Regions from separate parts of the Mus musculus genome. Here region 2 is linked to region 1. Evidence: chromatin contacts called from public promoter capture Hi-C data. All regions are on one chromosome and are shown on one strand. Each heading gives the region's core, a stretch centred on a gene start, on an enhancer-like site or on the middle of the called end of the contact. The rest is flanking DNA. Distances are from core to core; before and after follow the strand shown. Region 1 holds the start of Nupr1l (nuclear protein transcriptional regulator 1 like). Region 2 holds the start of Crcp (calcitonin gene-related peptide-receptor component protein).

Region 1 (2,700 bases), core at 102-2,601:
AGACTGGTCAGAGACAAGTCAGTGCGGGGATTTTTCTCAACGCTCAGCTCACTGTGGGCGGTATCACCCGGGGCTGATAGTCCTGGGAGGTACAAGAAAGGTAACTGAACATGAACCTCTGGGAACTGTGCTTCCGGTTCCTGCCTCTGGGTTCCTGCCCTGACTTCAGGAAGGGCTGTAAGCTTTAAGGTGAAACAACCCCTTTCCTGCCCAAGTTGCAAGCAAAAGTTCACGGTGTTTATTACAGCAATTGGAAGCAAACAAGGAGGAGGGGCAGTTTTGTTTTGGGACAGTGCCTCAAAGAGTGTTCCTGGTTGGCCTCCAATTCCAGCGGTCTCCTGAGCACAGAGGCTGGAGATGGATTACAGGTGTGAGCCACCCTGCCAAGATGGATTTCCTCGGACATTTCCCTATATTTCCAATGTAGACTTTTCTCACACAATTGCAAACTTCCAAACGGTGGAGACTTTCACCAGCAGCCGGGAAACCCCTGGGTCGGGGATCGGGAGCCAGCACAGTTATGATTAACGCTGGGAAGTCTCAGAAGCAGATGACAGGTGAATATGGTGGCCAGACCTGTCATCTCAGGACTAGAGAAGCTGAGGCTTGCTACACACCATGGAATCCTGGGCTACGGGCATCATCAATAAAACAAAACCACACAGCAGGGAATCATGGCCCATGCTTGAAACTTTAGCATTTTAAGGTAAACGCTGGAGGGGTGATGAGTTCGAGGTCAGTTTAGGAGACAGTGTCAGAAATGAGAAGAAAAGGAAAGGAAAAGAGAAGAGAGTAAAAAAAGAATTGGACATTGTGGCTCATGTCTTAGCATCCCAGCCCATCCATGGAAGCTGGATGCAGGACAATCTGGAGTCCAAGGTAATCCTCTGCTACACACTGAGTTCGAGGCCGACCTGAGATATACATTCTACTCCCTACCCAACACCAATGGGCTCCGCCTGCCCATACCCGCTCAAGCGTGGCGTGTGCTCAGGCCAGGCGTGTGCGCGGCCGCGGTTGCAGCTGGCGCTGGCGCCGCTTGCGCTGCCCGTTGAGCAGTATCTGCGCCACCTTGCGCTCGTGGCCGCCGGGCACCGGGTAGTTGGTGCGTAGCTGCTGCTCGCGCCGCGTCCGGCCCTTGCTGCGTCCAGCCCCAGAGGCCGGGAAGTCACGCAGGTAGTAGTAATCCAGGCAGTCGTACACCTCCTCTTCGAAGCCGACGGTGGGCAGCGCCTCCGGCGGCGGCGGGCGGGCTCGAGTCCTTGGGCCGGAGACAGAAGGACGAGTTGGAGGGTCCATCGCCGATGCGCTCCGCCCGCCGCCGCCGCTGGTCACTCCGCCGGAATGCCCCACCCAGTGCTCCTATTGGCTCCGCTGTAGGGAGCGCTCTGTGACCTCACAGGGGGCGTGGCTTCCATGCTTCTTTGTTCCAGATGCGGAATTGTGTTTCTTCGCGGGGTCCGAATTGTAAATAAGTATAATAAACCTGGTTTCGCTGGTTAAAACCTGAAGGGACGGAATTGGGGAATGTGACTCAGTAGAGTGCTAGCATGCACAAAGGCCTGGGTTCCATCCCCATCACTGTATAAGTCAGGTGTGGTTGTGCACACACCTATAATCCTAACACTGCGATAAAAGACGAGGAGCTCTGGCCAAATGAATTTGCTAGCCTAGTTTGGGTTCATTTGTGCAAAAAGAAAACTGGCTTGCTGAATTGCTTTAACTTTGTTCTTGTGACAAGAAAATTCTCTTCACGACATTACTATTTCATTGTTATAACCAAATGTTTGGCAATAATCTGTTTAGGGAAGGTTATTTTTTTGGCTCATCGTTTGAGAATACAATCAGCTAAGACACGGTGGGCAGGATCTTGAGGCTACTTATTCAATCTGCATTCGTCCATTAGGAAGCAAAGAAAGGGGAATTCTAGCATCTTGCTTGTGTTTTTTTTTTTTTTTTTTTTTTGGTACCCCCCCCCCTCCATTTTTATTCAAGTTCCCAGCCTACTGATGATGCAGCTACATTCAAGGTGGGTTGTCTCTCTCCAATCTATAATCTCTGGAAATTCCCTCAACAAATCTACACAAAGGCATGCTTCATAAGTTAAGAAGACAGACTTACTAAACATCACAAGTAGCATGTTAGAGCCAAGGGGCTGGAGAGGGTTTAGTGGTTATGATCTTGCAGAGGATCTGGGTTCTACTCCCAACACTCACATGGTAGCTCAAAACTGTCTACATCTCCAGTCCCAGGGGACCTGAAGCCCTTTTCTGGCTTCCTGGGGCATACATACAAGCAGGCAAAACACTCATTCACACAAATAAATGCATGTAAATGTAAAAGTAATGTGTGTGCACATGGATGTTGTGAGACCCTGGCTTAAAGCATTTCTCCCTGAAAGGTAAACCCCTAAAACATTTCCCCAAGCTTGTTTTCCCTGATCTTTAAAAATACAGCTAGAAAGAAGCTCTTTGTTCTCTATAGCCAGCAAAAGGCTTTTTTGTTTCTATACTGTACAACCAGAGATGCCGGCCTTCCTGTGCCGAGGACACAGAGATAAAAATTCAGAAAGAACTCACTCCCCACTCCTGTCTTGTCACCAAGGACACCCGGAAGAGAAGAACTCCTCCCAACTCCTCCCAATTCCTCAGCTAGCTGTTAAAAGCCCCCTACTGTCACCTCTGGGGTCGAACTCCCCTG
Region 2 (2,700 bases), core at 184-2,683, 120 kb before region 1:
TGTGAGTACCATCCCCAACATCACAAAATGATGACCATAATGATGAGGAGAAGGAAGAAGAGTATATCCCAACAACAGCTGGGGGTACTGTTCAGAAATCTGCCTAGTTGCCAGGCGGTAGTGGCGCACACCTTTAGTCCCAGCACTCAGGAGGCAGAGGCAGATGGATATCTGAGTTCAAGGCCAGCCTGGTCTAAAAAGCGTGGTCCAGGACAGCCAGAGCTCTACCGAAAAACCTTGTCTGGAGGGAGTGGGGGGGAAACTTGGCCTGGTTTTCTGGTTGGTCTTAACTGTCAACTTGAAACAGCTTGGAATCATCAAAAGGAGACGAAGCTTCAATGACAAACTGCCTTTTATCAGGCTGGTCTATGGGCATGTCCATGAGGGATCGTCTTGATTATTAAATGATGCAGGAGGGTACAACCTGGCCAACTGGTGGTGGCACAGGCTTTTAATCCCAGCACTTGGGAGGCAGAGGCAGACGAATTTCTGAGTTTGAGGCCAACCTGGTTTACAAAGTGAGTTCCAGGACAGCCAGGGCTACACAGAGAAACCCTGTCTCAAAAAAACAAACAAACAAACAAACAAACAAAAATTAGAAAATGCCAGAGAGTAAACCAGCCATCAGAGTTCTTGAACTGTTTCTGAAGCTTCGGTTTCCTGCCTCGAGTTCCTGCCCTGACTTCCCTCAATGATGGACTGTGTCCTGGAAGTGTAAGATGTAATAAAAACCTTTCTATTCCTAAATTGCTTTGGTCATGGTGTTTGTCACAGCAACCGAAAGAAAACTAGCACACCCAGTACGATCACAACCCTGGGTACCTTCCTCAAATTTCCAAAATAACAATAGCGATAATGGCTGGCGATGCAGGTCGGTGGCAAAGCCTTTGCCCAGCAAAGTCCTGGGTACCATTTCCACCATCACAAAACGATGATGGTGATGATGCTGGCTGGGAATATGACTCAGTCAGTAGTAGAGTGTTTCCCTAGCGTATGCAAAGTCCACATCCCAAGATAGTAATGATAATGACTGGGACGTTATCTCTGGGTCGCACTACTTCCAGACCGCGTGCACGGTCTTGGGATCCATTCCCAGAACCAAAAGAAAGAAAAAAAGGAAACCTCTCTATCCTTTCAACATTCCCCTCCCCAAAAGATGTGGGAGGCGAGCGAGTTCCCAAGCAGCAGGGTCCCTCCCCTGCCGCCCCACTTCCAGGCACTTCCGGCCCGTGCACCCCGCCCACCCGTCCTGCTCGCGGGTCCCGAGGTCTAGCCGCCGGCCGCTTCGCGGTCCCCAGATGATCCTGGCTTCCCCTGGTCGTGTCGCTTACACTTCCATGTTGCCTCTGCCTCAGCGTACGCAACCGCCGTGAGAAGAGTCTCACGTTGCGCCGGCGCTGCTCTGCTCACCGGTTCCGTGTGTGTGCCGCAAGGCACGCTGGGACCGCCGGGGTGCATGCCGGGATCGCTGCGGGGCACGCCCGGTTCTTCCTTAATTCTAGGTGTCCCTATCCTGGTCTAATTTCAGACTGTCGAGCGTTTTCGTAGTGCAGGTTTTGTTAGGATTTGCCTTGGCCGCATTAAAATCCCTAAACCGGTCATACTGGCTCATACCTGTAAACCCAGCAGTAGAGAGGCTGAGGCAGGAGAAGTGTTAGGAGTTTCTGGCCAGCCTGAGCTACATAATGACTTTCAAGCCATGGGGGCTATTTGAGACTTTGTGTTTTTGTTTTTGTTAAAAACAAAAAACACATGCCGGCCAGTGGTGGCGCACGCCTTTAATCCCAGCACTTGGGAGGCAGAGGCAGGCGGATTTCTGAGTTCGAGGCCAGCCTGGTCTACAAAGTGAGTTCCAGGACAACCAGGGCTACATAGAGAAACCCTGTCTCAAAAAAACAGAAAACAAAACCAAAAAAAAAAAAAAAAAAAAAACCAAACAAAATGAAACAAAACAAAAAACATAAGCCAGGCAAGGTAGCACAAGCCTCTAATTCCAACAAGGGGGAAAGAAGGAGGCAGAGAAAAGAGAAACCCAGTCTCAACAGACAGAAATAGAACTGGGGGAATGGTTTAAGCACGTAGGAAGCTGAGGCAGGTGGAATGCCTTGAGTTTGAGGACAGCTTGGGCAACATGGTGAATTCTAGTCAACGTAGGCTATGTAGAGATCCCGTTTCCCATACAACCGTTAAAAATTGGGAGTTGGGGGGGAGAGACAGATTTTCATTAAGTAGCCTTTCAGACTCAGAGATCTGCCTGCCTCTGCCTCCCAGTGCTGAGATTGGTGTGAGTGTTAAAATGGTTTGCAGGGGATAATGTATTAGAAATAGAGGGTGTCTGGCTGGTATGGTGGCACATGCCTTTAATCCCAGCACTTTGGAGGCAGAGACAGACAGATTTCTGAGTTCTTAGTTCAAGGCAGCCTGGTCTACAGAGTGAGTTCCAGGACAGCCAGGGCTACACAGAGAAACCCTGTCTCAAAAAAACAAAAAGAAAAGAAAACTCTGTCTCATAAAAACCAACACATGTGTGTGTGTGTGTGTGTGTGTGTGTGTGTTCAACAGGTACATCCAAGAATGATGGTATTTGAAAATAAGAAAAAATTAAATTAAAAAATTATCAAGTAAATAAAATGTCATCATAACGTAAGACTGAATGGTGCCCTGTACCTGTCTTGAGGAGAATGGGTCCCACAATGGTGT

What was found. Capture Hi-C pulls out chosen DNA fragments and counts their contacts.
Region 2: a promoter capture Hi-C map of adipose tissue shows a contact between it and region 1. The contact joins the promoter of Crcp here to the promoter of Nupr1l in region 1. A contact is called at or near these places in 23 of 39 promoter capture datasets (the 3T3-L1 cell line, 3T3-L1-derived adipocytes, the C10 cell line and 16 more), 2 of 15 datasets of contacts at CTCF or cohesin (embryonic stem cells and pro-B cells), 29 of 484 Hi-C or Micro-C datasets (the AtT-20 cell line, the C10 cell line, the G1E-ER4 cell line and 17 more), 11 of 115 datasets of contacts at active chromatin or transcription factors (the 230-238 cell line, the HPC-7 cell line, the SCID.adh cell line and 5 more) and 4 of 9 other capture datasets (adipose tissue, liver, macrophages and 1 more).

Annotation. Positions count from the first base shown.
Region 1 is chr5:129,907,191-129,909,890 of GRCm38.p6, reverse strand. Nupr1l (nuclear protein transcriptional regulator 1 like) reads right to left here and starts at 1,351. Exons shown (of 3, transcript NM_026916.3): 1 at 970-1,351. The coding sequence starts at 1,299. The coding sequence ends at 991. It also overlaps a transcript of Zbed5 not described here.
Region 2 is chr5:130,028,039-130,030,738 of GRCm38.p6, reverse strand. It overlaps Crcp (calcitonin gene-related peptide-receptor component protein), which reads right to left and starts at 1,433. Exons shown (of 6, transcript NM_007761.2): 1 at 1,332-1,433. The coding sequence starts at 1,339. It overlaps Gm40334 (a long non-coding RNA gene), which reads left to right and starts at 2,631. Exons shown (of 3, transcript XR_868562.1): 1 at 2,631-2,700.